Linked DNA regions of Mus musculus: all the other regions are linked to region 4. A link is a contact called in public HiChIP or PLAC-seq and promoter capture Hi-C data. All regions are on one chromosome and are shown on one strand. Each heading gives the region's core, a stretch centred on a gene start, on an enhancer-like site or on the middle of the called end of the contact. The rest is flanking DNA. Distances are from core to core; before and after follow the strand shown. Region 1 overlaps Myo10 (myosin X). Region 2 overlaps Retreg1 (reticulophagy regulator 1). Region 3 overlaps Retreg1 (reticulophagy regulator 1). Region 4 holds the start of Otulin (OTU deubiquitinase with linear linkage specificity). Region 5 holds the start of Retreg1 (reticulophagy regulator 1).

What was found. Promoter capture Hi-C pulls out the DNA fragments that hold promoters and counts their contacts. HiChIP or PLAC-seq counts read pairs in DNA pulled down with a chosen protein or histone mark.
Region 1: a contact with region 4 is called in an H3K27ac HiChIP or PLAC-seq map of embryonic stem cells, with 8 times the contacts expected there. The contact joins the enhancer-like site here to the promoter of Otulin in region 4. A contact is called at or near these places in 6 of 39 promoter capture datasets (the 3T3-L1 cell line, hippocampal neurons, liver and 2 more) and 1 of 115 datasets of contacts at active chromatin or transcription factors (embryonic stem cells).
Region 2: a contact with region 4 is called in a promoter capture Hi-C map of liver, with 6 times the contacts expected there. The contact joins the enhancer-like site here to the promoter of Otulin in region 4. A contact is called at or near these places in 5 of 39 promoter capture datasets (the 3T3-L1 cell line, hippocampal neurons, liver and 1 more), 1 of 484 Hi-C or Micro-C datasets (liver) and 2 of 115 datasets of contacts at active chromatin or transcription factors (extraembryonic endoderm stem cells and hepatocytes).
Region 3: a contact with region 4 is called in a promoter capture Hi-C map of liver, with 8 times the contacts expected there. The contact joins the enhancer-like site here to the promoter of Otulin in region 4. A contact is called at or near these places in 4 of 39 promoter capture datasets (hippocampal neurons, liver and pre-B cells) and 2 of 115 datasets of contacts at active chromatin or transcription factors (extraembryonic endoderm stem cells and hepatocytes).
Region 5: a contact with region 4 is called in a promoter capture Hi-C map of pre-B cells. The contact joins the promoter of Retreg1 here to the promoter of Otulin in region 4. A contact is called at or near these places in 4 of 39 promoter capture datasets (the C10 cell line, hippocampal neurons, liver and 1 more).

What each region holds. Positions count from the first base shown.
Region 1 is chr15:25,804,597-25,808,472 of GRCm38.p6, forward strand. Myo10 (myosin X) reads left to right here. Exons shown (of 41, transcript NM_019472.2): 36 at 915-1,122; 37 at 1,947-2,083; 38 at 2,461-2,581; 39 at 3,140-3,592. Among named protein-coding and RNA genes, the nearest start is that of Retreg1, 37 kb to the right of the region's middle. Within about 2 kb of position 1,400, at least 32 of the 459 cell types and tissues checked have an H3K27ac peak or open chromatin away from gene starts, as enhancers often do. A contact at or near this core is called in embryonic stem cells, where this site is marked.
Region 2 is chr15:25,928,014-25,931,695 of GRCm38.p6, forward strand. All of the region lies in intron 3 of Retreg1 (reticulophagy regulator 1), which reads left to right. Among named protein-coding and RNA genes, the nearest start is that of Mir7212, 18 kb to the right of the region's middle. Within about 2 kb of position 2,093, at least 19 of the 459 cell types and tissues checked have an H3K27ac peak or open chromatin away from gene starts, as enhancers often do. A contact at or near this core is called in hepatocytes, hippocampal neurons and liver, where this site is marked.
Region 3 is chr15:25,954,850-25,958,683 of GRCm38.p6, forward strand. All of the region lies in intron 3 of Retreg1 (reticulophagy regulator 1), which reads left to right. Among named protein-coding and RNA genes, the nearest start is that of Mir7212, 8.5 kb to the left of the region's middle. Within about 2 kb of position 2,117, at least 65 of the 459 cell types and tissues checked have an H3K27ac peak or open chromatin away from gene starts, as enhancers often do. A contact at or near this core is called in liver, where this site is marked.
Region 4 is chr15:27,628,407-27,632,146 of GRCm38.p6, forward strand. Otulin (OTU deubiquitinase with linear linkage specificity) reads right to left here and starts at 2,287. Exons shown (of 7, transcript NM_001013792.2): 1 at 2,052-2,287. The coding sequence starts at 2,203.
Region 5 is chr15:25,841,297-25,845,220 of GRCm38.p6, forward strand. It overlaps Retreg1 (reticulophagy regulator 1), which reads left to right and starts at 2,002. Exons shown (of 9, transcript NM_001034851.2): 1 at 2,002-2,316. The coding sequence starts at 2,048.

The DNA of each region.
Region 1 (3,876 bases), core at 150-2,649, 1.8 Mb before region 4:
GTAGAGCACTAGGCCAGGGGGCACTTTTGAAAGAAGCTGGGCAGAGCTTACAGAGGTATAATCCACCATTGCGACATCAAACGCTGCGACAGGGCTCTCCAGCCCGACCCACAGGGCCCCTCAAGCAAGTGTGTATGACTTAGATGTCCTCTTGCCCTTTAAGCCGAATGAAGAATCAAGCCACTAATGTATTCATGCTGGGTACATTTAATTACTCTCTCTATAGAAAACCCCAACTTTGATTGTGTGTGTGTGTGTGTGTGTGTGTGTGTGTGTGTGAACTGACTTAGTTCTTATCAGATTTTATTCTGAGGTTGACAGCGTGAGGTTATGGAATACTTTTAGGTAAAAAAATGGCTACGTAGGTGAATCTCTGAGTAGTCTGTCTAATCTCATTGTTCTGTGTGTGGCAAAGGCAGCTAACAAGTCTCATTTTGCTCAACTGTGGCAAACAACATTTAAAGCTGGACACGGTGTCTTGTTTTGGTAATCTCCTCACTGAGGCAGGAGGAACGAGAGTTCAAGGCCAGCCTAGATAGAGTACATCGTGAACCCCTACATTAACAAAGAAAGGCCAGGTGTAGGCATGGCGTGCACACATTTAATCCCAGCAGGAGGCAGATGCAGGCAGATCTTTTTGAATTCAAGGCCATGGCCCAAGGCATTATAATTTTGGTTATTAGCGGTGCCACATAAAAAAAAAAAAAAACTGGCAGCGGACTACCCGCAACGTAGGTTCTTTACTTTTTCCATGTCTGAACTAAAGCTGGACCTAACCAGAAAGACACTGCCATTCACTCCTGTCACCACAAGGGGGCAGCCTCCCAGCCTCTGCTGCTGAACCCTCCCCACATCCCAGCTCCCTCTGGCCAGCCTGTGTCTATCTCCAGTTCACAGTCACCTTTGTCTCCCAGGATACGGGAACAGTTCCCAGGAACCGAGATGGAGAAGTACGCCCTCTTTATCTACGAATCCCTTAAGAAAACCAAATGCAGAGAGTTTGTGCCTTCCCGAGATGAAATCGAAGCTCTGATCCACCGGCAGGAAATGACGTCCACAGTGTATTGCCATGGCGGAGGCTCCTGCAAGATCACCATCAACTCCCACACCACAGCCGGGGAGGTAGGGAATGCCGACAGTCAATCGCCTTGTGCTTGTTGCACACTGGCCCATACGCCTGTGGTACCTGAATGTGTGTTTATGCTCAGTGTATCCGCTCAACAAGCAAGGAAGTCAGTACAGCCAGCAGCCAAGCGCACGCACACACACACACACACACACACACAGTAGAGGTAAAAGTTGAGTTACGTGCAAATGCAAAGCTCCACCTAAGCCAGTGTCCCTCAGACGTAATCTCCCCCATCTTGAACGTGTCTAGATCTGCAATGGGGAAACCCTGTGAGAAGGGTGTGTCGAGTCTCTTCGGCCACCAGGTGTCTCTCTGTGCCTGCCATGAGAATGTGGAGAATACCACATCAGAAGAGCACATTTTCCCCTGACCTCTTAAATCAAGCCCAACAAAAGCTTGGAATGATGGTGGCGTTGCTAATTAAGCCTTAGGAGCCTTTTGAAGTGACTCATCATTAGAAATCGCCACTGTTTCTCAAGGCTTATCAATATATCGGATAAAAGATGGGACTTAGGGGTTTCATTTATTTTTCCAACTACTGAGGCTTTGCAAAAAAAGAAAACCGTAAGTTAGTGGTCCTCCTCTCCCCTGCCCCTCCCCCCACGCCCCGGGGAGGGGAGGGAAGAAGAAAGTCAAAGCTGAATTTATCAAGACAGTAAGAGCAAGCCAGTACATGCTCAGGCTCCGGGGCAGCAGTCTCAGAGGGCTGTGTGGACCCTGCCACACCAGCCTCTCCCTCCGACAGATGACGTCGTATGCATGTAAAGCGCATGGCGGCAGCAGCGTCTGAGCTGAGAGCCCCTGATGTGTCTTCCAGGTGGTGGAGAAGCTGATCCGAGGGCTCGCCATGGAGGACAGCAGGAACATGTTTGCCTTGTTTGAGTACAACGGACAGGTGGACAAGGCCATCGAAAGCCGGACCATCGTAGCTGACGTCCTGGCAAAGTTTGAAAAGTAAGTTCCTCCCCTTCAAAACGCCTGGAGAACACGTGTGTTTGCGTTAGTTTATATTTTACCCTTGTTAATCTATTTACCTTTTCCTCTCTGCCACCTGTTGGCCCTCTTTGCTTGAAAGCTTTCTCTTTATTATCTACCCTAAAGTGGAACCTGGCTGGAACAATGCACTTTCCCTCTGGTTAAACTACCCAGGAGATCTGACAAGGACTGCCTTGCTATTTTGTTTGTGTGACGACCCCTTGTGTCACCTCTTTGTCCCATCATATGGTAGGACAGCTTCATCTTCAGAGTACGCTGTGTGAAATCAGCCCTCTGTGGGTTACCATGGCCCATTTCTGGTTTTGCTCTGAGACTTTTGTGGCTTCTGCCTGTAGGCTAGCTGCCACGTCAGAAGCCGGGGACGCGCCATGGAAATTCTACTTCAAACTTTATTGCTTCCTGGACACCGACAGCATGCCAAAAGACAGCGTGGAGTTTGCGTTTATGTTTGAACAGGTAAAAGGAACTCCAAGAGACAGATTCTTTTCCTTTGTCAGAGACAAGAGAGAGAAGCCCATTACTGCAGCAAATAAATAAACTGCTAAAGTCTGTAGGATTAGGTGCGGTAGCAGACTTACCAGCAAGGAAAAGCTAACCACTCACTGTGGAATGAGCACTCGGTTTGAACACCACTGCCAAGACACTTGATGTGCCAGAGTCAGGGGATACTCAGGCAGGGCACCTCCACTCTCTCAGAGGAGAAGGGGAGGGGGAGTAGAGGGGGGACTGGGAGGGGGACAGCAATCAGGATGTAAAGTGAATTTAAAAAAAGTATCACTGCCAAGAGACCATAGGAGTAAAAGCCACTCCAGGGTTGGATGACACCCATGAAGGGGAGGAATTTGGCTTGGAAGCGGCAGGCCGTGCTTTGCTAGGAGAAATCCAAGTGGAAACGTGGGGGTAGGTGGGTGCTTTGCGGGGGAGGAATTTAAGCTTAAAAGGGAGGCTGGGATACAGTCTGCATGGCATGAGTAGAGGTTTCCTGACATATTTGCTGTCTGTCACCTCCTTTAGGCCCACGAAGCCGTCATCCATGGCCACCACCCAGCCCCTGAGGAAAGCCTCCAAGTGCTGGCTGCCCTGAGACTGCAGTATCTGCAGGGCGACTATACCCCGCACACCTCCATCCCACCCCTCGAGGAGGTTTACTCTGTGCAGAGACTCAGAGCTCGCATTAGTCAGTCGACCAAAACCTTCACCCCGTACGAGCGCCTCGAGAAGAGACGGACCAGCTTCCTGGAGGGCACGCTGCGGCGGAGCTTCCGGACCGGGTCGGTGGTTCGGCAGAAGGCGGAGGAGGAGCAGATGCTGGACATGTGGATCAAGGAGGAAGTCTGCTCGGCTCGCACCAGCATCATTGACAAGTGGAAGAAACTGCAGGGGATGAACCAGGAACAAGCCATGGCCAAGTATATGGCCCTGATCAAGGAGTGGCCTGGTTATGGATCAACACTCTTTGATGTGGAGGTGAGAACCGGTTGAACAGGCAGGTGCTGTACAGTCCGGACCAAACTGTCTCAGAACCTGAACCTCCCTGGGGTCACACAAAGGGACAGAGGGACCACTTGGCTCTGTGCCTTCTGAGTCTCACCACGAGCATCCTCGTGTCCCACACGGGTTTTGTTTTGTTTTTTTGTTGTGTTTTCTTCGGTAGTTTTTGTTTTTACCTGTGTGTGTGTGACATCTGGAAGAGGGCAAAGGTCACTGAACTGAAGTGGTCAGGATTGGAGACAAGCACCTTAACCCACTGA
Region 2 (3,682 bases), core at 843-3,342, 1.7 Mb before region 4:
TTTTCTGTCTTGTCTTCAGATGTAAAAGGTGGACTCTGGAATTTGAAGTCTACACAGCCCTATAAATCCCGCCTGTGTGACCGGCTGTGCCTCACATGGCCTTATGTGGTGGGTTGTTTTTTAGTTCCACCCAGAGCCTGCTCAGATAGAACTGCAGATCTCCCATGCACCGGCACGCCCACCCGAACACCAGGCGAGTGACTCAGATGCACTGTCCTCTCTAGGAACCCCCAGAGGCTGACACTGAGTTGCTGAGGCAAAACTGTGACAAGGAGTACGCAAGGAATCACCTTCAGGGAGGAGGGGTAGGAAAGGGGGAGAAGGCTAGATAAAGACCTTCAACTGACCCCTACGGGACTCTCTAGAGCTAGGACAGCCAGACAGTGGCACCCCAAATCTCAGGGAACCTGGCATTTTTATCCCTGGTCTGATCAGCCACTACTGTGTCACTGGGAGAAGCAATTGTCTTTAGCCAAGTTGGTCCCACACACCTCTCCACAACTGGTAAGTCTTCACTGCCTACAGGGATCTGACAACACAATCCACATCGAGCTGCTTGCTGATAGTCCCTCTGTCCTGCAGTTTGGGCATGGCATCTGTAAGCCTCCTTCTTGCCTTAGATCCTTGGCATCTGAGCCCATCTACCCCTCCATAGCTGGTGTATGATTGCAATGCCTCATGGGATCTGTGCAGAGGGCTTCCAACAAATGAGTGCTAATGAGTGAACAGAGCTTGGGATTTTCTTGTCTGTTCCAAAGAGTCAGATTTTTTTTTTCTTGGAAAGAGAGTGAATGCTTGCCTATAATCTTCTTGGTCCATTTGACAAGCACAGTAATCTGCCCCCTATAAACACTGGGAGATTCCCCCAGTGCAGTGTTTAAATTTGTGTACATTTAAGGAGATTGGAGGGATGGCTTTGCATTTAAGAGCACTTGCTGCTTCTTATCAAGGACCTGGGTTCAATTCCCAGAACCCACGTGGTAGCTCCCAGCCATCTATAGTTCTGCTCCATTGGGTCTGACGCCCTCTTCTGGCCTCTGCAGGCATTGCACGAGAGTGGTTCACAAACAGCGTAAGCAAAATACATAGAATAAAAATAAAAAGGTGTGAATTCATCTAGGCTACAGTGCGTATCTGTTTGATCAGACACCCATTATGATGCCCTTGTAAAGGACTTTTTAGATATAATAAGCTCAGCAGTGAACTGTGAATATAGCAACTCCTACTTCATAACTACAGTGTTTGAAAGCCTTGCCAACCCTCTCTCTCCTGAGTACAGGAACGGTGTTTTTGTTGTTGTTGTTTTTGGTTTTGGTTTGTTTTTTCCTTAAGTCAGTCTGTGTATGTGTCCATCCTGTTGTTGCATTTCCCTGAGAAATTTAGCTAATGCTCTTTGGAACCCAGGATTCACTTCTCTGTGCCCAAGTCTTACCCTGACAGTTGTCATGCTCATGGGGGGAGTCCAGGAGCGACTTTGTCTTTTCCAGCCTCAGTCTTGAGCAGACTGGCTTGAGAGTAGCCTTCCTCTGTAGCTATGGGGCTGGTGGTCACTCTCTGTCACCACACAGAACTCAGAAAAGGCTGCTTTGTCGCTGTTGACAGGAACTTCCTGTCTGTTTTCTCACACGAGGCCAGGTGCTCAGCCATGGGGAGAAGGGACAGCCATTGCCCTTCGGAGCAGCGTAAACACGATGTCCTTGCTTGCACATGACGGGGCTCGTGCTGTTCTCTGACCTCTCGTAAAGCTTCTGACACTCGGCGTTCCTTTGCTCTCAACTTATATTTAGGACTGAGTTGATCCTTATATTTTAACTGCCTTCCTGGCCAGAGAAGCCAGCTTAGGAGGAGTCCGAGCAGGGCCACTGTACTTTGACATTTTTAGTATGGCTTGTGATTTTTGTCTCATGAAACAAAAAACAAAACAAAACAAAAAAACCAAAACCAACCAAACAAACAAAAAACCAAGCAGAAAACATGAACTCGAGTTGAAGAGAAAATATTTGTGTTGGCTGTGGATAAGGCTGAAGGCAGAGCTACCGGTGGGAATCTGCTGTGAAAACTCCCGGGAGCTGTGTGGGAGCTTGCCATGGTTTGGTGCTAAAAGTAGGCGCATGCAGTGAGGCCAAGTTTTGTTTTATTTTTAAGCCACGGCTTCATCTAATCGTCTCCAGAGAAGACAAACATGGAAGGTCGGGACGGATGACCCACCTGGCGAGGAAATCCGGGCTTGGTGTATTGAAGTTTTTGGAGATTTTGTCAAAGTTGGGGGGAAAATGACAGCTTGTTACTCTTGGCTTCATGAGAGCACACTGGAAAGAGTTCACAGGGCCCATTCCGTGGACACAGCTCATACCCCAAAAATGCGTGAGCCTGTACAGCATCCTCTATCATGTGCATTCATAGGGATGGATATATGTGTGGACTGCAGACACTTACTGCCCATTTGTGTCCCTGTCCCCTAGCTGCTGGCTTCTGAGGTTGTCTCCTGGCTGGTGTTGACACCGGGTAAGAAGGAGATGGAGTCACTTTGGAAGGAACTCAGGGTCTCACTTGTCATGAGGGCAGTGTCAAGTGGGCAAGTGTGACAACCACAGAGATGGCCTTTAGCTCATGTGAGGGGTTAGAGAATCAACGTTCAGTCAGGGACAAAATCAACTTTGTGCCTGGAACTCTGGCATTAAATAATGCAGAGAGCAGAAGACCGGAACCCGGGTTCATAGGTTGGAGCAATGGAGGAGAAAAGAGCCCCTCCTACATGCCCACACTCCGTTGCATAGGCCTTAAGACTTTGGTCCCTTGGGCCTCACCATTAATTCTTTGAGTGCAGATTGGATTAAGTAGGGAGAGAAAAGATGGCGGCTTGACAGTGTGCCTATCTGAAAACACTGCCTCTGCCAAGTGATCCATTCGACATGACCAGTGGTCAGTCATGTGGGCCCTTTGAACACTGTGTGAGCTGATGCAGCCAGCTTCAAGGTTTTCTTGCTGACTCTCAGTCTAATGCTGAGAAAAACAGGAGACAAACCCAAACAGGAAGCTACCTACAGGACCCACCAGAACTTAGTGGACCTCATGAAAACACAGGAGAGACCCCAGCAATTCTCATCATCTCTGAGTGTCTGTGGATTTAATACTTGACTGCAGTGTGCTGCCCTGAATGGGGTCCGGGGTGTGGGGGGAGTTAGTGAGAAAGCTACTGAGAAACAGATTCTGGAGTTTAGCTGATGGTGATGGACCAGTGTTAGCTTTTTGGTTCGACTTCTTTTGAATGTGTAGGAAGCTGGTAGGGCTCATGACAGGGTATATACCCATCTCTGTGCTGTCCTATGGCTGTTCTGTCATAACCAACATGATTCAACCTAGCCCACAGTAGCAGGTTGGTGTGTACTCCCAGGGGTGGATGGTGCATCTTGGAGCCCATTGTTTCAAGATGCTGGCATGTGGTCAGGGAGTCATGAACAGCCCTAGTAATGTGTACTGGGCTCAGTTTATCAAGATTGACATTTGGGGGCTGTTTAACTCTGGTTTTCTAGCTCATGGCCCATTGAGGGGCACTGTGATTTGAACTGTGTTGGTGACTTGGGGAAGGAGACCCTTAGGGGTGACTATGTGGGTTCTGCTTTATGAGTGGTTTACCTCATTGCTGTGGCAGTGGCATCCTGGTGAAGAGGGGAGTCTCACC
Region 3 (3,834 bases), core at 867-3,366, 1.7 Mb before region 4:
GTACACTGCTTGACATTTTACACACACGCACATAAATTGCAGGTGGCAGTCATTAAATTCCCCTGCACACCGCCGGCAGAAACTTGAGCCAGCCGATTACTCCAGTGGCAAAGATAAGTGTCTGTCACCCACAGGTAAGAATGAAGGACTGTGATGAGCAGGAGCCTGTCACTGGTATGGTTCAGCCTAGACTGCCCCCATCCTCTTTTGGTATACTGTATTCCCTTTCGTTTATGAATACACATTTTTAAAAGGGAGGCTTCTGCAGCAAATTAATAGTGTGTGTGGAAATGAGGCAGTAGAGGGCCTCTTTAATTGTGCCTTCCACACCGCCAAATTCATACTGCACCCATTTAACCCTCATGCTGCCCGTGGGTACTGCATTATGCTAATTTACCATTAACACCTGCACCATCTACACCATATCAAGTTTTTTTCAAAATATACACGAGTTTAGCAGAGCAGAGATACCCCGTTGAGAATGCAGTTGATTTTATGCCCAGTAGGGTGTGGTCATTTGGCATGGATATATTCTTTTCATAGCTGCTAATTATTTCATTCAACTGATGGCTTACCTACAGAAAGAAACAAATAAGTACACTCTTTAAAGAAAGGCTCAAGGCATGAATGTGACCTACAGTCAAACGGTCCACCGTGTTGGTTAGTAGCTGATACCTGTGCAATGCAGGAGAGTCATCAAGTTTTTTTTCCAGAACCCATGTTATCCTTCTTTATCATATACATCACAATTAATTTTCTTTTGTATTAATTAATGATTAATTAATTAATTGGCCTTTGTATTAGACACAAGTTGGAATGACTCGGCAATTCTGTCAGTTTGGGCTCAGACCCAGTGTCATTAGTCTAATCTCTAAAGAGCAAAATCAGGAATTATGTTGTCCATTGATCGTTTTTCAATTCTAAGAAACATATTCTTTTAAAAAAAAATTGTCACCAGTTTCATACCTCTAAACCTAAGATCCAAAAACCAGGGAATGGACATTTACTTCTGAGCCCAAGTGCAATAAATCCTGGACTGTAATTTGCTGGAAACTACAGATCAAATAGAATTCGAAGTTGGCATACTCCCTCCACAATAACAGGTTGCTTTCCGTGAAGCCTGGTTCTTGACTCTGATTTTTATCTGCCCTTTGAGGATAGAGTGGAAGTCTTTTCCTGCTTCGGGACAGACAGGGAAGTGATTGAATCAAATCTTGGCGTTGGTATTCAAGAAGGACGGGCCTCTTAGTCTTCCACATGTCTCCATTGAGTGCTTGCTTGCCTTATACTTGGGAAGGTCATTTCCTTGCTTGGGACCTTGTCTTATAGAGCCTAGTTATTAGACACTAACAAAGGCAGAAAAGTTGAAAATGGCTGGTGTCTTATCCTCAGGCACGTCAAAAGAATCTCCCAGCTAGCAGAAGAAAGCATCCTTCTAGATGGTGGATTAGATAATCGTGTCTCCCTGTCCCAAAGTGGCACTGCTTAGTTTGAGATACATGGGGGAAGGACAGTCTCAAGGACTGGCCAATTCCTGTTCCTTTTCAAACTAGGGAGGGAGGGAGGGAGGGAGGGAGGGAGGGAGGGAGGGAGGGAGGGAGGGAGGGGTGTGTGTGCATGCATGCATGATTGTGTGTAAGTGTACATGTTTGTGTGCGTGTTCGTGTATGAGGGGTCTAAACAGAACACTAAGTTGCCCAAAGAAGGTGGGGCTCAGCTTCTGTGGGTAAGAAAAACAGGCACGGAGCTGGCGCCTCTTTGTCCCTGTCCCTGGGAGAAGGTGCTCCTTGCCTAATTGGTCTGAGAAAGTGAGAGACCGCTCTGAGCACTCTGTAATTGTTTAATCTCTTGCTTGCTTGTTTAATCCTCCAGTTGACACATCCCATTTGCTTCGTCATGGCTCTAATTCTGTGTGTGGAGAGAGACATTTCCCTGTCCTTATTTTGTTCCTCTCCCTACACATATTCACTCATAGAGGGCATAGCAAGTCTCCAGGGGATTAAGAAAAAATTCCGACACGTTACACTAAGAAATGGTAAAGTGTGTAACCAGATATTGACTGACCTTTCTAAGAAAAATTCAACAGGAATTAGCATCAACAGATGGTCACCAGCAGTGAGCATGAGACCCTGAGTCACTCGCTGAGAATGAAAGGTCTCTAGGCCAAAACGTATTTATAGGTGTGAGGGCTGCACCAGCTGTTTGTCACAGTTGCTAGGTGACAAGTTATTACAAATCTTTTTTTAAAAGCTTGTTACATTGGACGATGACATGGCTAACTTTCTGAAAAATACTGTTTAGCTTCGATTTATGTATACTTCCTATCTCTAATAAAATCACACTGTGAAACAGTCTCCCATAGTGCTCTGCCAGGAATCTTCTAAGTATGTTTGAATGTGATTATTGGATCACGAATTCACACATGACTATGGAAAATCTACAAAGTTACCAGAGAAGTGTGTGTGAGGCAAGCACTGGAACAAGCGAGCTCTGTCCCCAGGCCTTTCTGCTTGTCTCAGAGAGCTCAGAAGAGAGTCCACAACATTTTTAATGTGATTTAAAATCCAATGGGGAGTGAGCATTACAAGGATCATAAACCATCACAGTGGAATTTCTGCATGAAGACAATAGAAAAAGCATGGCTTCCAGTAACAGATCTCCTGAGCCCCATTTTCTCTGGGGGTAAAATGGAGACTGGCACACCAGTCCTGACTCGCAGGGTGCTGTGGTGACTTGTTGAGAGAACAAGGATCACGTAGTGATGATCTGAGACAGTGCTTGCCGATGAAGCCCTTAGCAGACCGCAGTCAGGGCCGTCCGTCATTATACAGAAGGATATAATTTAGTCTGAGCAGCTGGCCCCAGACTGTAGGATGGCTACTGGGAACTGCATAGAAACTGCTACTGTGCTTGAAAGAGAGAAGAGGCCCAAGTTTGGCCTAGAACCAGGGCTGCTCTTTACCTGTCTCTATTTTGACTCATTTCGTCGTAGTTAGGGATGGATGCCCTCTGCCATTCGTCTCTGAAGTGATCTGTATGTTCCAGTGTGGACCGTGTACTTCCTGTGCCGGTCACTCCTGTTCCATGTGACCTTGAGCCACACAGATAAAGAATCTAGACTTCAACTTCCTCGGCAGTAACCTGGAATATAATAAATCAGACATGATCACTAAAATGAGGTTATTGAGTTTCTAAGTGTCGGAAGAGTCCCTGTCCCCTGGAAGGTGTTGTCTGCTCATGACACTCTGGACTTGAAATGGGTTTCTCTGTTTATCTGAATCATTATTCAATCTCCCTGGCTCTTTTCAACTTAAAAAAAAAGTTACCTAAATAAAAAGTCTTGCTAATCTGTGTAATCTTATTCTACAATTATTTTTAATAATTGTCTGCCTCATAATTTAAAATGTATAGTTTTCAGTTATTTTAGCTTAAAATGTGTTAGTTCTTTATTTTGTTACAAATGGCAGAAATAAAACTGAAAAACAGCTTTATGAAAAGGAAATTGGCCTTAGTCTGTAGATGGCCTTGCTGTGTACATTGCTTCTTGGTTTTAGCAGTACTAAGAATTCAAACTGGACCTTCAAGATTCATTTATATTCTAGTCCCTCCCCCAACACACATAACATACAGCACACACACACACACACACACACACACACACACACACACTTGGTTTTTCCTGTCCCTCTCTTTCCCATCTCTTTGGTAATTATCTCCTTTAACAAGTTAAAAATATGTGAAAATATTAAAAATGTTTTGTTTTGAAAAATAGTCTTCACTTTTAAATAGACTTTGCACTTTGGGACAGTCTATAGCCACACAGCAACAAGTTTA
Region 4 (3,740 bases), core at 1,037-3,536:
TATCCAATCTCACCATGGTCCCTATTTTAAGGTAAAAATATTTTCAATAACTCTGAGTGGAGAGGTCTGACCCCTGAGCCTAACACAGATTTAAACGCACATTCTTAACAGCATTAAATTTATAGCCAAACTATTAAGCGGCTTATATCACATACGCACATATTACACTGTCAACTATTTACTGTTTCTCTGATACGGGACCCTAGAAAAGCCCCACAGAGAGAAAGAGCCCAATCCACTACTCATGTAAGGCTGAGTCAGAAAGGCAAAATGGTCTAGCAGTGTGGTGTATTAACCAGTAATACTTGTGAGTTACACTATACACTAGCCTCATTTCCACACCTGAAGAGTCAAGAGAAAATGGGTCAATTAAAGCCAACACAGGCAGTAAGGAAAAAAAGAAACAGCTAATAACATTCAAATTACAAACATAGGCGTGGTTATAAGCCATGCCTCTCTGTCCAGTGTTGCTGAGGAGGTCAAGAAGAAGGGGGTAAGGGGTAGGGAGTTGGGGGGGGGGGGGGAGGTGTCAAGAACCATGGTCTTAAAATCTCCTACCTGTTTCTCCCTGCCTAACAACACAATCCGCACCTGTTTCCTCAAGAGTGAGATGACAAACCCAGGTTTCAGCTTTAAGACTAACAGCAGTGTGAAGACTCCTTCCCTTTGAGGTCCGTTCCCCAAGGTGTTCGTGAGAACCACCACACCAGAAAACCTTCCAAACAACTGTGTGTACGTTGGAGAATGTGGTTCTGGCCTCAAAGGCTCAGGTATCTTTCAAGGCATGTGAAACTGCTAGGGTAAGACTGAGGTGCAGGGCTTAAAAGGCTGGGCATCCAGGAAAGGAATGGACTAGGAAAGCAGGCTGAAAGGCAGAGCCGTCAGGAAGCAGAGGAAGAGCAGAGGAAAGAGACATCTCTAACCTAGACAGTTTCAACCTGGCAACCACAGACTAGACCAACTCAAACATGGCCCTGTAATATAAAGGAGCTCAATAGAAAGAAAAATAAGTGTCCCTACTTAAGAATCAGGACATTTCATTTAAAAAAACCAGGCTATCTAGATTCATTGACTACAGCAACTATGGCTGAAGCTTAGATAATGCTGACCCAAATAAAGAGCTAAAAGCTCCCCAAGTCCCAAAGCTAACAGACAATGTCACTAACGCTAATTGGCAGCCTAGCTCTTAGAGAAGGTTAAGGCTTCCCACTCTATACCTTTCCTGTTACCACTAGCTCATTACAGGAATAATTACCATCACACTCGGGCGCTCAATAAACGAAAGCGGTCAAAGCCCACCGCAAAGCACCTCACAACTGAGCTGCTATTATATCCCGTCTTCCTTAACAAGGCTTCAAAAGACCCCTTCTTAGGAAATTGAAAGAGCTCTAAAGGTCCATCTAGACACACCTTATGCTTTAACTTTTGGATCATAAGAAAACTGACTGTCGGAGCTTTTGATTTTCTAAGTCCAAAGACATCTAGAACTGTGCCACGAACTCAGTAGACACCTCCAAACCCTGCACAGTGAAATCGCTTCTAACTTACTGTTTTTCTTCACAGTCAATAAGGAACTGCTCTAAAACTGTGTGCCTGTGTGTGTGTGTGTGTGTGTGTGTGTGTGTAAAAGCAAAGAGTGGTAGGAATACCTAGCCAGGGTCTGACGGGGTAAAACGGAGAGGGCCAGCCTGTGGCCAAAGTCTGTCCAACAGGTGGGAAACTCTTCAAGTGGTGACATCGCAGGACAATTCTGTGGCTGTTACTGGGGCGAACTCACTTCCTCCGAGCTAGGTTAGGGGAAAAGAGCTACAGGGAGTCAGTGGATCATTAAAGGGGCCTCTCTGGATTTCTTTCCCAAATTCCTAGCGCTTTCCCTAACTTCAGGATTGGACAGTTGTCAAAGCGGGAGTGTGGCGGCCTGGGTGACCGAGCTGTGACAGGGTCCACACTCCCGACTCTCTACTGCTCGGTCTGGGTAGCCGACCTGAAACCGAGGGAACCCACGCAGCCCCGCGCCCGCGCCCGCTCCCACGCCCGCCCCGCTCACTCACTGCTCGGCCGGGCATCGCGTCGCGGCCCGGGGCTGCGCGCCGGCCGTCACCTTCCCGCCGTCCCGCGCCGCGGCCCCGGCCTCGCGCGCCGGCGTCTCGGCGCAGCTTGCACCGGGCCACGCTCCGGGCTGGGGCATGGTTCCCCGACTCATCCGCGGCCACGCCGGGCCCTGCCGTCCCGCCGTCCGGAGCCGTGGCTGCGCTGCCCCGCACCCCGCGAGGTCCGCAGAGCGCTTCCGTAAGCGTCACTGTGGCCCGCCCCGCGACCTTTGACCTGCAGCAAGGGGGCGTGGCGAGAGGCTAGGGGACCTGGAACGGGCGGGGCTGGGAATGGAGGGAGGACGCCTGCGCAGAGCGGATTTGAGCCGCGGAGCCTGGAGCGGCCCGCGCCGTGTGCCCACTGCGCATGTCCGGGCTCAGTAGGTGGTGTTGGGGGATGTTGGAGGCTGGGCAGGACACGCGGCTGGGCGGTGTGGAGTTGAGAGAGTTAGGATGCCGGGTAGTACTTACCTCGGTACAGAACTTCATCCTTGGTCCCCTAAAAGTTCTGCTGGCACCGTTCCTCAGTGCCAGCGCGGCCTCTGGAGCCCACGTGGCCTTGACCTCGGCTGTGGGGTCGTAGTTGAGCAAGCACAACATTCTGTGCCATCTTGAATTAGATTGCTTCATGTGATCGATTTAAGAGTAAGAGTAAAGGGCTGACATTAACAGATTTCCAAGGTATGACCGTGGAGGCGCAGAAGCCGGGGAGAGTGGGTGAGTTAGTAGGCATGGCTCCAGCCTTGAGGCAGAACCCGAGTATGGAGCAATAGCGAGGCAGGGACATTTCGGAAGCCTGCAGATAGGTTCAGGGGCAGAACCGAAAAGTAAGATTGGAAGTCAGATCATAAAAAGCCAAGTTTAGATTGATAAGCTTGAGCTTCGTCTTTTCCGTGTTCTCTCTATAAGGCCATTTATGAAAGATCATTTTTGCCTGCAGTTAAATATTAAAGCATAGGACTAAACTGATGTTCAGAGGTGAGGGGAGCACACTAGTGTTAAACATCCCCAAGGCTGATTGGGTGATTAAAACGTCCTTGATTATGGAGAGCTAGAATATTACCGATTAGGAGTAAGCTGCACAGTCTTGGGCGATCTTCAGTTCTCCTTAATAGCCATTTATTGCCAACCTCATTATAGCTTTTAGGTAAATCATTGGGATCTACAGACTTACGGCCAGAATAACATCAGATCACATAACAAACATTTAACAAACATTTCTACCATCTACCTGATGCGTTTTAGAAAGACCTTTGACTTAATGTTTGATTTGTTCTGTTACTATTTAAAAAAACAAACAAACAAACAAAAAAGCAAGGAAGCCATTAGGCTGGAGCATATGGAGACTATTTGGAATAAGTCAAATCTGTGTTCCTGGACCATTGTGCCTCATATTTCCTTGGCTCCAGACTAAACTATCTTACTTTCTTTCAGGGGAGGGCTATGTTCTTTGTAAAGAACCTGTAAAGATAAACTCGGGGAGGTGGGAACATAAGAGGATAAACTATAGAAAGAACATTTGTGCTGGGTGAGATGGTGCACGCCTTTAATCCCACCACTTGGGAGGCAGAGGCAGGCGAATTTCTGAGTTCGAGGCCAGCATGGTCTACAAAGTGAGTTTCAGGACAGCCAGGGCTACACAGAGAAACC
Region 5 (3,924 bases), core at 752-3,251, 1.8 Mb before region 4:
GAAAACCCTTCAGAAATCAGAGCTATTCTGGAAAGATTCATCATTAAAGGGAGACAATGAAGATGGAAATCACCCATAGCAGCCAGAGGGTAGCTTTTTGGTGACTCCCTTGCCAGCAGCTTTTACTGCATCCACAGATCCAGACAACAGATAATTAGAATTCAGGGGGAGGAGGAACTCGAAGAATCTTGTAAACTTGTTCCTGAAAGTTTATCAGTCCTGGGTTTGGACCACAGGGACACCAGTTCTACAATCCCACCGCCCTGCGTCCTCAGCTCATGTCCCTGTCAAGTACTAAACAAAGCCCAAATCACATCAAAAAGCATCTTTATCCACCCCAAGCTCCTCCACCAAGGCCAAGAAGGTCCCACATTGGACAAAGTTCTTTGGGTGGGAAGGATGACTGAATTGTTCCCATACTGCCTTTTCCTTGCTTCCAGAACCTCTCTGCATGGAGCTGTCACCCGGATGGCAAGTTGTCATTGCAGAGTAACAATGTCCTTGAAGAAAACAATGACTGATCTATACCTGCAACTCATGTGACCTTTTCCCAAGCAGAACTCCCAACAGAGAGCCCTGCTCCCTCTGGCCACGCCCACCGTGAGTCTCTGAGCTTTAACAAGTCAAGAGCTACATCCCAAACCCTTCTGAAACCTGATTTTTGGATGCAGTTTAAAGGAGAAATCTCTTGGCACTGAGGATTTCCATCACAGCGTTTATCAATTGTAAGTGATACCTTTTGGACTGTGAGTCTCTTGCAGGTAGAAGTCACATCCACAGGACCCAGCAGTGTACCAGGCACACAGTGGGTGGTCAACCAACTTTTGTGTGAACCCTAGACTTGTGATTCCTTCAAATACAACATTCATTTAGATAACTGTCCACGTCTAGCCTGTAATGTGTAAATAAATGTTTACATTCATAGACACAGAGGCCCTCTAGATTAGCATTACAAACTTTAACCCAGGGGCGGTGGTCTCTCTTTGCTTTGAGAACGCACCAAATTCATCCCGTGAATGCAGGCTGGATACAGAGTATGCCCAGAGGATACCAGGTACCCCTGATGCATCGACTCTCATGATTGCAGGAGGGGATTTCATTCTAGAGAAACGAACAGAGACTGGACATGCACAGCAGTCCTTTAGTTTTTCCCACAACCAGGAGAACCACATGGGGAGCTCCGGTATTCTTCGACCTCTGAGGCCGCCCTGTGACAGGCACATCGGATCTACTGAAACACCTCTAAAACTTGGCACACTAGCAGAGGCAGGCCACAGGCCACCCTCTGCCTTCTCTGCTTCCTGATCAGCTCAATGACATTCTGCAAAGAACAACTCACTTAACTGGAAGCGACTTTCACCAGCGTGTGCCCTGTGGTCTGGCGGGTCCTCACTCTTGAAATCAGAGGGCCAAACCGGTTCTTCCTTGACTCCAAGTGTGCTTTTCTTCCTTTCCCAAGTCAGCGTTTCTATCTGACACAGTTAGGCAGGGTGTTCCTGCAAGGGACCTGGACAAGGGCTGAGTCCTAAGTGCTAAAATACATGGCCAGGGGCACCCAGCTATTTTCTTCAATACTAAAGGATGGACGACTTGTCTGCTCTGGCTGGAGAAAGTGAGAATGCACCACCTTCCCCCTTTTAAAATCCAAAGCCCAGACTTCCCTTGGGGGCGAGTCCTCTACCTGGCCCCCTCAACTGGAAGGAAAGAGGAAGTATTTTCGTTGGTCCCAGGCTCTCCAGGGACGCCGCCCAGCTAGCACCCACGGATCCGAGCCCAGGATGTGCAGCCAGACCCAGGGCGGCCCCGCCCCTACACGAACTTGACCGCACCCTCTTTCCCGGCGCGGCCAGGCCTGACGTCACAAGGCACCCAGCCGCCAGCACCCCGCGGTGCGCACCCTGCGCCCCGACCGGTCCCCCGTTGTCTCCGCTGCTCTCCCGACGCTCACCGCCAGGCGCGCGCGCGCGCGTGCCCGCCCACCCGCCCGCCCGCCTCCCTCCCTGTCCCCGTCCCCATCCCCGTCCCCGCCAGCAAAACACCGCTGAAGATGGCGAGCCCGGCGCCCGAGGAGCACGCCACACAAGGATGCCCGGCTACCGAGGAGCAGCCGCCGCGGCCTGGAGTTCCCGGAGAGGAAGCAGGGCCAGAGGGCGCGGGGCCGCAGGTGGAGGAGGCCGCCGGGAGGGTGGCCGCCGCCCTGACCTGGCTGCTCGGGGAACCCGTGCTGTGGCTGGGCTGGCGCGCAGACGAGCTCCTGAGCTGGAAGAGGCCGCTGCGCAGCCTGCTCACCTTCCTGGGTGCCAACCTGCTGTTCTGGTGAGCGCTCGGGCTGGGTGGGGGCGCCCCAGAGGGCAGGTCACCTTGGGGCGCCCATGGCCGGATGTGGCCTGGCTGGGGGGGTTGCGGGGGCCTCTGCGGTGGAAGTGAAGCCTGGTCCCACTTGCTTGGTCACCTGTCTGAAACAGGTAGTCACCCATTTCAACTTTCCTCTAGACGCACTTCCCTGTGAGTGGCTGTCACCCTTGCTGCGGGTGTCCAGTCTCCAAGGGGAGGTGATGATGGTCAGCTGACCCACGTGAGCTCCTGTATCTAGGGATGGTCCAGAGCTCTTGAAAACTTCGGCCCTGGTATTGTTAACTCTCAGGTCTTGACCTGTACTTTCAAGTATGGGGGGTTCAGAGGCCCGAGGGCTTGAATTAATTTTTTGCACCCGCGGAGGCATATCTGGGCCACCTTAGGTACATTCTATATGCTGCTGCCTTCGTGGGCCACCAGAGATGGGCAGTGAATGATTTGTTTTTCTTTCCCCTGGAGGGTAGGGTTTACTGTCTTAGATCCCAGATGAGAAAGCAGGAGGTAAACAAACAGGTGGATTAGGTACAGCGCCCCGCCCCAAGACTGCACAGCTGTGGGGGTGGGGTGGAGGTGGAGGTGGGGGGTGGGTGGGTAGTAATTTCAGAGAAACTCCAGAGGGAATAGGGGAGGGATTTTCTTTGAGTAGCCCCCAATCAACAGGTTTGCCTCACCAGAAAGTGTTCTGCCTAGGTAAGCATCAGGCAGCGTCTGGCTCCATCACGGAACCATGAGCCGTATCGTCTGGTACTAGTTCATCAAGGGGGAAAAAAAACCTTTGTTTGCTAAGTGCCTTCATAACAAACAGGGCCCTCGAAGTTCCGAATAAGCAGTTTCCCTAACAAGTACCTATTTACAGGACGTAGGTTTCTTAACCCCAAAGTTGGGAAATAAATAAATGCATAAAAAGAGACGTAGCCTGTTATTTTTTTCTTCAAGATTAATAACTTGAGCAACGTGAAGGATTTTCTTCAGCTCCCCGCTGGTCTTGGTTTACTCTGAAAACGAGCTGTGTCTTGTTGCTGTCTGTGGATGTTAATTAGCTTTGGGTCTCTCAGTCTTGCTGTTTCTGGAGTTTAACCCAGGTCTCTATCCTGTTGTAAAGTTACCGTAGCCATTAAATGAAGAGGTTATATCATAGTGAGCTAGGCTGGGCAGGACACCAAGTCTTAGGGCTGGGTCTCAATGATTTACTAATAAGCAGCCTGTTTTAGGTTTTAAAGTTTTATTTACTTAAAAACACCACAGTTCTGAAGCTTGAAGGTACAAAAATGTAAACACTTTGAAAATCTTCTCCCTTTGAAAATCTCTTTCCCACGCCCATCTCGGCTTCTCAGCTTCCTCCCAGAGGCCACAGGGGCAGCTAGCTCTCTGAGTTGTTGTTGTTTTCTTTTTTTTTTTTTTTTTGGATGGTGCCTGTTTCAGCAGAAGTTCTGTGTGTTGTGCAGACTGTGAGCTGGCACACTAAGGATGGGTGGACGCCTTGCTGAGTACTCCTTGTTGTTTTCAACGCATAGAATTCCTTTCCAAGAGTGTTGAACCTCCCCAAGGAGGCTCAGCTGTAGTTCAGAG